2 separate regions of the Sus scrofa genome follow, and region 2 is linked to region 1. A link is a contact called in public Hi-C data. All regions are on one chromosome and are shown on one strand. Each heading gives the region's core, a stretch centred on a gene start, on an enhancer-like site or on the middle of the called end of the contact. The rest is flanking DNA. Distances are from core to core; before and after follow the strand shown. Region 1 overlaps RYR1 (ryanodine receptor 1). Region 2 holds the start of EIF3K (eukaryotic translation initiation factor 3 subunit K).

What was found. Hi-C and Micro-C count contacts between places; a contact is called where the count stands out from the background.
Region 2: a Hi-C map of skeletal muscle shows a contact between it and region 1, with 2.4 times the contacts expected there. The contact joins the promoter of EIF3K here to the enhancer-like site in region 1. A contact is called at or near these places in 1 of 5 promoter capture datasets (liver), 6 of 47 Hi-C or Micro-C datasets (embryonic fibroblasts, liver, skeletal muscle and 1 more) and 1 of 2 datasets of contacts at active chromatin or transcription factors (alveolar macrophages).

Annotation. Positions count from the first base shown.
Region 1 is chr6:47,403,332-47,409,233 of Sscrofa11.1, forward strand. It overlaps RYR1 (ryanodine receptor 1), which reads left to right. Exons shown (of 109, transcript NM_001001534.1): 65 at 2,286-2,367; 66 at 2,868-2,998; 67 at 3,247-3,579; 68 at 4,477-4,717. Among named protein-coding and RNA genes, the nearest start is that of RYR1, 67 kb to the left of the region's middle. Within about 2 kb of position 2,535, at least 3 of the 83 cell types and tissues checked have an H3K27ac peak or open chromatin away from gene starts, as enhancers often do. A contact at or near this core is called in skeletal muscle, where this site is marked.
Region 2 is chr6:47,472,382-47,477,913 of Sscrofa11.1, forward strand. EIF3K (eukaryotic translation initiation factor 3 subunit K) reads left to right here and starts at 3,803. Exons shown (of 8, transcript XM_003127119.5): 1 at 3,803-3,962; 2 at 5,089-5,187. The coding sequence starts at 3,904. It overlaps MAP4K1 (mitogen-activated protein kinase kinase kinase kinase 1), which reads right to left and starts at 2,709. Exons shown (of 32, transcript XM_021094343.1): 1 at 2,493-2,709; 2 at 2,267-2,324; 3 at 2,043-2,133; 4 at 1,292-1,356. The coding sequence starts at 2,591.

The DNA.
Region 1 (5,902 bases), core at 1,285-3,784:
GAGGTGGGGAAAGGCTGGAGGGGCTGATGGGAGGGAAGTTTGGGAGGCTGAAGAGGCAGGTTGCGAAGGGGAGGCATCCAGAGTCAGGGCCTTGGCCTGGGGACCTGGGGACAGTGGGGCCTCCATGAGACAGACTGGAAGAAGTAACACATTTGTAGGAGATGCCAAGGTCAGTTGTGAGGCCCCAGGGGATGGCTACCCAGGCGGAAGTGTCCAGGCAGGCTGTGGGGCCCTGGGGGAAGGGGAGGGCCATCTCAGCTCCCTACTTTTTTGTAAGTGATAAAAATAAGAGCTGTCAGGAGTCCCCATTGTGGTGCAGCGGAAGCAAATCCAACTAGTAACCTTGAGGATGTGGGTTTGATCCCTGGCCTTGCATGGTGGGTCAGGGATCCGGTGTCGCCGTGAGCTGTGGTGTAAGTTGAAGACATGGCTTGGATCATGCATTGCTATGGCTGTGGTGTCAGCTGGCAGCTGCAGCTTTGATTCGACCCTTAGCCCAGAAACTTCCATGTGCAGCGGGTTTGGCCCTAAAAAAAAAAAAAAGGGAACAGTAACGCTTGGATGGGGTTCTTCTCATACCCTGACATTTGAAATTTTGAAAACATACAGAAAAGTAGGACTTCCCCTGTGACTCGCAGCATAACTATTTAGTGTTGCTTCTCCAGTGGCTGTGGCTCCACCCCTGGCTTGGGAACTTCCATGTGCCACAGGTGCGACCACTGTTTTTTTTGTTTTTTGGTTTTTTTTTAAATACAGAAGAGTAGAAAGGAGAGAATTATTAACAATTTGCCCTTGTAGTTACCATCATGGCGCAGTGGTTAACGAATCCAACTAGGAACCATGAGGTTGTGGGTTCAATCCCTGGCCTTGCTCAGTGGGTTAAGGATCTGGCGTTGCTGTGAGCTGTGGTGTAGGTTGAAGACGCGGCTTGGATCCCAAGTTGCTGTAGTGGTGGTGTAGGCTGACGGCTACAGCTCCGATTGGACCCCTAGCCTGGGAACCTCCATATGCCGCAGGAGCAGCCCAAGAAATGGCAAAAAGACAAAAACAACAACAACAACCAAAAAAACAAAAAAACAATTTGCCCTTGGGGGTTCCCATCATGGCTCAGCAGAAAGAAATCCAACTAGCATCCATGAAGATGCAGGTTCGATCCCTGGCCTCGCTCAGGGATCTGGCATTGCCGTGAGCTGTGGTGTAAGTTGCATTCATGGCTGGGTACTGGCGTTGTTGTAGCTGTGGCGGCTGCCGATCCCGTTTGACTCCTAAACTGGGAACCTCCATATGCTGAGGGTGCAACCCTAAAATGACAAAAAAATAAAATAAAATAACCCCAACAGTTTGCCCCATTTGTTTGACCTTTCACTTAATGAGGGACAGTATTTACAAACTTTTTGTTGAACTTCTGAATGTGAGTTGCACACACAGTGACACCTCATTCCTGAATATTTAGGCTTCAGCACCTGGAATGAGAATTTCTCTCATGTAAGCACAATATTAGTATCATACTTAACCTGACAATAGGTGAGTTTCCCTGTTACCCTCAAAATGTCTTTGCTTTTTTAAAAAATTCAGTTAAGTTTTTTCTCTCATTGCATTTGGTTGTTATGTCTCTATCATTACTTTTTTTTCACTTTTTTGGCTGCCCCACCGCATATGGAGTTCCCGGGCCAGGCATCAGATCTGAGCCATAGTTGTGACCTACACTGCAGCTACAGCAAATGCCCATGTGCCAGGCCAGATCCCAGTGCTGCAGAGACACCACTGGTCCCGTTGCACCGCAATGGGAACTCTATGTCATTACTCATCAATTTAGAACAGTCCCCCTACCCTCTTTTTGCCTCATGACATTTATGAAGTTGCTGAGGTTCTTAACCTGGCCTTTGGGTGGTATGTGGGTAGCCATGCCTGGAGTCTGGATTGGCTGTCTCTTTGTATTTTCTGGAGAGAGCGTCCCTTTGCTGTCATCAAAGACATCCATGACTCCTCTCTAAGGAAAGAACAACAAGCAGCCTTCACCGAGTGCTTGCTGCGCACCCTCTTCCCATTGCTTTTCATGTATTAACTCATTTAATCCTCAAAATAACCCTACGAGGAGGATACTGTAATTATCCACATTTTACAGATAGGAAAATCGAGGCCAAGAGAGAGTTGGTCCTTGCTTAACTCACAAACCTAGTAAAGGGTAGGCTGGCTGTACAGGCCCTGCGCTGTCCCATCACTGGTGACAAGGGAGTGGGTTGGGAGGAACCTGTGTGGACACCCGCCCTCCCTCTTTCCCTCAGTGGATGACGTTCAGGTCTCTTGCTATCGAACGCTGTGCAGTATCTACTCTCTGGGAACCACCAGGAACCCTTACGTGGAAAAGTAAGGAGAGACAGCCCATGGGGGCTGGGCTGGGTACTGAGGGGGCTCAGGGAGGGGAGGGCGCGGGTGAGGATGGAGGTGAGAGAAGAGATGGGACGCGGTCGCTCTTCAACAGACGTGCGCACTGTGGCAACTGCAGTTCCTCAGGGTGGCCATGTGGGGGCGCACTGAGGAAGGCATGGGAAGCAAGTGGAGCCGACTGGTTGGGGGCCAGGATGCCAGGCTGTTCTCCAGTGGCGGCAGGGTCACGCAGAAACTATGGTGACACACAGGAGCCAGGCATACTAGGAGCCCTGGGGAGAGCCGCTGGCAGTGCTAGGATTACCGGAGAAGCAAGAGGGCATTTAGGAAAGCCAGGGAGACGGCCGTATCAGTGACCCCCGATGAATAGCCTCTCTGCTCCAAAGGGTCCTGGGGAGAGGCACTTGCGTGGAGGAGGGGACTGGGATCCAGGACTGGGCAGAGGGGGCGTGGGAACTAAGCACAGCCTCCTCTTCCAGGCTGCGGCCAGCCCTCGGTGAGTGCCTGGCCCGCCTGGCAGCAGCCATGCCAGTGGCATTCCTGGAGCCCCAGCTGAACGAGTACAATGCCTGCTCAGTGTACACCACCAAGTCTCCCCGGGAGCGGGCCAGTAAGTTGGATGTGGCTGGGGCAGCTGTCAAGGGTTATATTCTGCCCGTGCAGGGCTGGGGAGACCCATGATGGAGGTGGTGTGGCCCAGTCTGGGCCCCAAGGGGCTGAGGAGTCCCCAGCTTGGGGGTGCTCCAGAGTGGGGAATCCCAGAGTTTGTGGGGCTCTGGTTTGTGGTGTGGACACTGAGGTCTGAGGTCTGGGCATGATGGGTCTGGGCATGATGGGTTGACCCTCCTTGCACCCCAGTCCTGGGGCTCCCCAACAGCGTGGAGGAGATGTGCCCGGATATTCCGGTGCTGGAGCGGCTCATGGCAGACATCGGGGGGCTGGCCGAGTCGGGGGCCCGCTACACGGAGATGCCACACGTCATTGAGATCACACTGCCCATGCTGTGCAGCTACCTGCCCCGCTGGTGGGAACGCGGGCCCGAGGCGCCCCCACCCGCCCTGCCCGCGGGAGCCCCTCCGCCCTGCACAGCTGTCACTTCCGACCACCTCAACTCCCTGCTGGGAAACATCCTGCGGATCATCGTCAACAACTTGGGCATCGACGAGGCCTCATGGATGAAGCGGCTGGCCGGTGGGTCTGGCAGGCACCCGGCTCCTGAGAACTGGGGCCAGTGCCCTGGGGCTCAGGTGCCTTGATCTGATGGTCTCAGAGGGCGATCCCTCAGAGGGGTCCATGATTTCCTGAGAGTGGGGAAGATTTTGGGGGTTGCAAGGCCAGAGGTCATCCTAAGGGATCAAAATCTCAGGCTCTTAAGGATGCCGGGGTTCTCCAGGCTGGATTCTGGATTTCTGGAGCCTTGGAGAGAGTTAGAACAAGGGTTAGGAGCTAGGTCAGAAGGCTGAGTTCCTTCTACAAAGGGTCAAAGGACCAGGTCAAACATCCAGGTCCCTAATATGGACAATTAGGGTTCTGGGTCAGAGGTCAAGAAATGAGTCTTTAAAAGATTGGGATTCCCGGTTCAGAAGTTGTATGTCAGGACTTGAGTTTTGGATCAGGGCCAAACTAGAGATCTGGGCTGGGATCAGAGGCCAGGGTCAGAGGTCAGAGGCTGCAGTAGGAAGCCAGGGGACATAGTCAGAAATTATGTGGTGAGTTAAGTCTGGGTATAGTCCAGGTCAGAGGTTGAAGACTGGGGTGAGATGTCATGGCCTACGGTTAGATATCAGGTTAGGATTCAGTTGTTGGGGTCAGAGGTCAAGAACTTGTGTCAGGTTGAGGGTCACCGTTTCAGGTCAAGGGTTCTGGTTGGGATCAAGGATCTGGGACTATGTAGATGTCACAGCCTGAGGTCAAGAGTGGGATCAGAGGTAGAAGCTGGGATCAGAAGCCAGGGTCAGGCTGGGATCCATGTTCCGTGGGGTCAGAGGGACAGGTCAGGGGTCATGGGATGGGACCAGAGACCGGGCGTGGGCTCAGAGGTCATAGGTCGGTGGCCTGCAGCAGGACATGCACCCTCTGCCTCTGCAGTGTTCGCCCAGCCCATCGTGAGCCGGGCCCGGCCCGAGCTCCTGCACTCACACTTCATCCCCACCATCGGGCGGCTGCGCAAACGGGCCGGGAAGGTGGTGGCCGAGGAGGAGCAGCTGCGCCTGGAGGCCAAGGCAGAAGCCGAGGAAGGGGAGCTCCTGGTGCGGGATGAGTTCTCTGTGCTCTGCCGGGACCTGTATGCCCTCTACCCACTGCTCATCCGCTACGTGGACAACAACAGGTCAGCCGTCCCCAGCCGTCATCACTCACACCCCAGCATGACCTCTCACCTCTGATGTGCTATAAATTTCTTGCAATCCTCACTCGATCCTCCGATATGGCCCAGGAAAAGCCGGCCTTCTTGGGTTTCCTCCCCTTCTGCTCCTTTAAACCTCCTGAATCTGAGGCCCTGTGATGGTTGCAGGGTTAGCCATAAGGAGCCCTACTTCCCCAGTCCAGCACTATGTCTCTGGGCTGGAGGACACGGGCTCTCTGATTGCGCAGTGAAGTCCAGTGGTCTGGCCTTTCTCCATCACTGAGAGAAGACCGGAAGATAGTCCAGATCTGGCCAGCCTGATTTTCCCAGAAATGTAGATCTTTATAAAAGGGCAAGCACAGGTTATCAACCAGTTTACTAACATCTCCCTAAAACCAGAAGCAGTGTTTAAAGAATTATTAAGTCTTAGGTGCAGCCAAATCCAGGGATGGTAAATCAGTTTCAACTCCAAGTTCCATCTTGGTTCAAAAAGATGTTAAGGTTGCATCAAGGCTTTGTGAGGAAGGGGGCTCAGATTGATTAGTTATGTCTGTCATAGGAGCAGAAATGGGAAGCAGTGGCATATATGCTGTACACTTCCTTGCACATCCATCTTTGAGCTCACAAGTGGGTATTGCTATGGAGTAGATCCCTAGGGGTAGGAGAACTGGGTCAAAGAGTTTGAACAAGTAAAGTGTGATATACTTATGGGATGCTACATGGCAGTGAAAGTGAGCAAACTATCACACACCCAACAATGTGGATGAATTTCACAAACATCCAACATTTCTTGAATGAAAGAAACCAGAAAAATTAAGAGCACACGGTGTATCATCTTTTCATGAACATTCAAGAACAGACAAAAATAATTCACGGTCTAGAAGTCAGAATAAGGGCATCTTTCAAGAGGAGGGAGAGGCACACACATCCTTCTGGGGACTGGAGATATTCTCTTTCTTGACTTGGGTGGGGGTTACACAGTGTGTTCACTTGGTGATAATGCATCAAGTTGACACTTTCTATGTATATTATACTTTGATAAAAAATTTAGAGAAAGAAAAATACTGCAAACCAACTATAACGGAAAAAATAAAAATCATTAAAAAAACAAACTTTTTAAAAAGAATGGTCATTTAGTAGTTCCCACTGTGGTTAAGGATCCACTGTGAC
Region 2 (5,532 bases), core at 2,553-5,052, 70 kb after region 1:
CTTGAGGTGCTGGTGGGGGTCAGACTGAAGGGTCGTGATGAGAAATCTGGGCTTGTCGTTGGAGAGACCGGAAGGCACGGGAGAAAGAGAGAGAGAGAGAGAGAACCATGAACACATCCAAATTGAAGGAGAGAAACAAAGAGATGGTCAGAAACCAAAAAGTGGGAAAACTGGTACATTGAGAAAGAGGGAGGAGTTCCCTGGTGGCTCAGTGGGTTAGGATCCAGTGTTGTCCCTGCTATGGCTTGAGTCACTGCTATGGCGTGGGTTCAATCCCTGGCCTGGGAGCTTCCGCATGCAGTTAGGCACAGCCAAAAACAAAAACAAAACAAAACAAACAGAGAAAGAGAAAGAGACAGAGGGGGAGAAAGACACAAAGGGGTGGCGAGGATACCGTAGAAAGACAACAGACAGGAGTTCACGTGGTGGCGCAGCGGAAACAAATCCGACTAGGAACCTTGAGGTTTCAGGTTCGATCCCTGGCCTTGCTCAGTGGGTTAAGGATCCGGCATTGCCGTGAGCTGTAGTGCAGGTCGCAGACGCGGCTTGGATCCTGTGTTGCTGTGGCTGTGGTGTGGGCCAGCAGCTACAGCTCTGATTCGACCCCTAGCCTGGGAACCTCCATATGCTGTGGGTGTGGCGCCAAAAAAAAAAGAAAAAGAAAGAAAGAAAGACAACAGACAGAGTGGTCTGAGATCAGGTCTGACAGGCTGGCAGTGAGTCACTTCCTGTCTGTGGGCCTCAGTTTCCCCCGCCCCAAGAACTCCTTAATGAAGTCCTTCCTTTCCTGACATTTGAGGTCTTGGACTGGAAGGAAACAGGGAAACAGAGATGAGTGTCAGAAATTGAGAAGTGATCAGAGGCCTGCCCCCACCCTCCAACGCTCCATGAGTGAAGAGCAGGCTGAGAGAATCAGAAATGCATTCACTCATTAAGTAAACATGTGGGCACTGATGACGAGCCAGAAATGCAGAAATGCTCAAATGCAAGAACAGACCTTGGTGAGAAAATGCAGACGCAGAGGAAGATGGGTGGGGGAAGTGGAGGGGAACATGGCATACAGAAAGGCTGGAGCTGGACTCGCAGGCGCTGGAGGACACGGCTGGGGGCCCCTGGGTCACCACAGTAACCCTGGCATCACTGGGGCCAGGCCAGGCCCAGAGCAGGGGCTCATTGTGTGAAATATGGATCAGAAAGACAGTCCCGGGAGACACAAAGGCAGAGACAGGACAGGTGGATTGGAGGGGCAGGGGCTGCCTGGACCCTCCCCCGCTCCCGCTCTTCCCCTTACCTTGGTAGATGTCCTGGAGAGAACCAGCCCCACAGAATTCCATGCAGATCCAGAGCTTCTGCAGCCTGTTCAAGAGCAGAAATAATCAGAGCTGAAAAAAATGATTATTTATAGGACAGCTCCTGGCTCACTGTCCATCTTGTTCTAGGACAACAAAAACTTTAATGTAAGCGCCGTCGTCTATCTATTGCCCATCCGAGTGACCATCACCCCACTCCCATTTTATAGATGGGGAAGTTGAGACTCAGAGAGGAAATATACGTTTAGGGTCAAGTGGAATCAAAGCCAGGTCTTTGGGCTCCAGACCCATGGCATCCTCTGTTGTTCTATGCTAACCTGGGAGACAGGGCACGGGTCTCACAGGTTGTGGAAGTTCGATGGGGACAGAGGAGCCCAGGATGCCAGGTCTGGGGAACAGAGATCATGACCGAGGCATCTGGGATATTAATTGGGGGGTCAGGAAATTAAGGGGTTCACCTTCAGGAACAGAAAGTGAAAGTGGGGGACCTGAAGAGCAGGACGGTGAAAGATGCGTTTTAGGGGACTCGTTTTCAGGTTTGGTTACTATGAAGGGATCAACTGGAGGGCCCCCGGGTCAGAAATGAGAGTTCTGGATTGGAGATTCGATCTGGTCAAAAAAGTGGGACTTTGGTCCAGGATTGGAGGTCAGGTTAGGGGGTCCCCTGGTCAGGAACGGGAGTTTGGGGGTGGAGGCCGGGCTGGGTGCCAGGGCAGGTCTGGGGCTCATCACCAGAGATAACTGCCGTGGTAGGCCACGATGTTGGCGTGCCGACAGGTTTTCAAGATGAGGATTTCCTTCTGAAGTGTGGACACATCATCGTCTGCAAGGAAGGGCAGAAGAGAAAAGGCCGCTGCAGGGAGGGAGTGTGGGGAGGAGGGAGTCAGGGAGGGGGGGGCGCCACCATCCCGGGAGGTGGGGGGTGTGGGGAAGGAGCTCCTGGGTCCTGTCCTCACCAGGCTCCATCTTCACCATCTTCAATGCCACCAGGTCCCCCGTCACCTTGTCTCGAGCCTTGTAAAGGGGAAGTTGGCAGTCAGGCGGGCTCCATTTGCCTGAGTCCTCCTCAGCATCCCTGAACCAAAACCAGGGACCGGGACCCTCTCGCATCCCCTTCCCTTCTTGGGTCTCCCCCCAAAGGTCACTGGCTTGAGGGTGATGGAGAAGGACAGAGTTCCTCACCTTGAAGACTTCCCCATAGGTGCCGCCACCCAGCCGCTGCAGCAGGTCGTAGTGGTCCCGGGGATCCCTATTAAAAATGTCGGGGTCCACGAGGTCCATTCCTGGGGGCCAGAGCCGGGCCTGCGCCCAGGGGCCAGCAGGGCCTCAGGGCTCAGATCGCTGGCACCTCCCTCCCTCCCCACACGCCCTGCACCCGCCTTGCCTCCACCCGCTGTGGCCTCCCCCCTCCCCACTCTCGCTTCCTGCCCCAGCTCAGGGCTGTGCAGCCGGCTCCACCCCCTGTCCCCTGGGCCCTGAGAGCCTGTTAGGGGCAGCTTGCCTTGGGACCCAGGGGACCCCCCCCTTCACTTCCAGGCTGAATGTAAACCAGATGCAAACTATCTTAATTGTGACCCGGAGGGTGCCCTAACACTCCTTCCCCCATTCTGGGTGGCGGCCAAAAACTACAGTTGAACCTCAGCTGAGTGCTTGAGAGTTTGGCCACGACCGGGAGATGGCAGGTCTGCACAGAGATGGCCATGCAGTGTATGTCACTGTTCACCTGGAGCGCATACATGCACTTAGTGGTAACCCCTGTGCGGTGCAAAGGGCAGTCGATACGTGTGAAAGTACTCAGAGCATATACCTCCACATACATAACACATGCATGTGCATTCATGCCTGCAGTGTGAAGAATCTGCACATAACTCACGAGGCGCTCGCCTTCACCCACAAGACTGGAGCCTATAGGGACTGGGCGTGAGCTGTGGGGTTTCAGTAGCCTCTCACCCCGGCCATTGCCAGCAGAGCACAGCGGCTTTGCGGGCCGCTAACCCTGGCGTTAGGTTGGAGCTTGGGGACCCGGTTCAGGGCTGGAAACTGCGGTGCTCTAGATCCTGCCTCAGGGGTCGAGGCCTGGAGCAAAGGGGGCCTCCGAGAGCACCTTCCTCGGGACTTGGCCATGGCCCAAAGGGACTTCAACAAGTGCATTCCAACACAGTTTTGAGTTCACCACAGCGCGCAGCGCGACGTGCGTGCTCGCCGTCAGGGATTCACCTCCTTCCCAGGGACCTCGCGCGCACATCCCAGAGACTAGGACTGGGTACGCAAGGCCCGGGAAAAGCTCAGCCCCGCCTCCTCGCCTCGAGAGGGCGCCTGCGCACTGAACTAGACTGGTCTTTTACTCACGCCTTTGGTCCTGCTCAAGTGGAGCGTATGCGCACGCGCCAACTGCGCACGCTGGGAAGAAGTCACGTGGCAGCCGGAAAGCGCGGCAGCCGCAGCTAGAGCCTCCTCCATCTTCGCCTCCAGGGCTGGAGAGGAAACAGTGACGTAGTTTCCGTCTCCACCCGCAGTTCCTTTTCCGGTCCTCGAGGACGCCGTGCCTGTAGGATCTTCGGCTTCAGTCCCGGTGTGGGAGGCAAGAGTAGTCATGGCGATGTTTGAGCAGATGAGAGCGAACGTGGGCAAGTTGCTCAAGGGTATCGACAGGTCTGAACCTGGTCAGAGGGAGCGCTTCTGGCCAAGCAGGATGGAGGAGGGGATTTTTCGGGAGACAGCAAGGGTGGTCTGGATCCTGGGCTTGCCCGGGAGTGGGGTTTTTTCAGTCGTCTTGGAGATGTTTAAGGAAACAGCACTGCAGAGGCCTTATGGCGGGCGATAAGCTTGTCTACCGCTCAGTCCTCCCTTTTTTAATTGATGTAAGGCCTCTCTCTCTGCTTCTCGGCTTCCCCTCACTTTCCTTTCTCTCCTCCTCAGTCTGTCTCTCTCAGTGCCTCTTTCTCTCTCCCCCCTCCCATATCATTCATCCAATACATGTTTACTAAAATCTGTTTTGTCAGTGCTGGGCACTGCTGCGAACCAGAAGTGACCAAGAGAGTCACAGGCTGTGCTTTCACGGAGTTCCCGGTTCAGAGTCTAGACAAACCTGCCAATAGGCAGTGGTAGTGGTAGCCAGAAGTGGTCAGGGCTGGGATGGGGGGATGCTAGGCAGGAGAAGATGGTGCTAGACCTGAGTGGGGCCTGGGGAGGGGAGAAAGGGGTGCCTGGCAAAGATGTCCTGGAGGCCAGGTATACATGCTGCCAGGGCTGGTTGGCTGAGAGGTTGAGGAGACATCCTAGAAAAGACACAGGGCTGATAGAGTTCTCATCGTGGCACAGCGGAAACACTTCTGACTAGGAACCCTGAGGTTGCGGGTACAATCCCTGGCCTTTCTCAGTGGATTAAGGATCTGGTGTTGCTGTGAGCTGTGGTATAGGTTGCAGATGCGGCTCGGATCCTGCGTTGCTGTGGCTGTGGTGTGGGCCAGCAACTGTAGCTCTGATTCAGCCCCTAGCCTGGGAACCTACATATGCGGCCAAGGGTGCGGCCTTAAGAAAAAAAAAAAATACACGGGGGCTAGAGCTTAGGCTTAGGTCTGGGATGTGGATAAGTTTTGTTAGAGGTTATAGAGCTGATTCGGTATTTGAGTAGAGCAAGTGACCAGTGACAGATCTGGAGGGAAGCAAGAAAGGAAGAGGGAGGAGCAGGCTACAGTGTCCCCTCTCACCCCGGCCCCACAGAGCGACTGACCTCAGCTCCTCTCTTTTCTGCTCACCCATCTTGTTTCTCCTCTAGGTATAATCCTGAGAATCTGGCCACCCTGGAGCGCTATGTGGAGACACAGGCTAAGGAGAATGCCTATGATCTGGAAGCCAACCTGGCTGTTCTGAAACTGTGAGTGTCTGCATCTGTTCCCACCACTGTGTCAGTAGCCAGCAAGGTGCCGCTCCCAATACTGGGTAGGGTGGGAGTTGGGGGTGGCCCACAGGATGTGGCTTCTCTCTCTTTTAAGTTGAAATGTAATTGATGTACAGTGTTATATTTTCAGGTGTGAAACATAACAATTGGATGTGTTTATAGATTTTATTCCATTTAAAGTCAATATAAGAGTTCTCTGGTGGCTCAGCAGGTTAAAGATCCAGCGTTGTCACCGCTGTGGCATGGGTTTTATCCTTGAAACTTCCATATGCTGCAAGTATGGCCAAAAACATGGTTATATAAAACATTGATGGAGTTCCT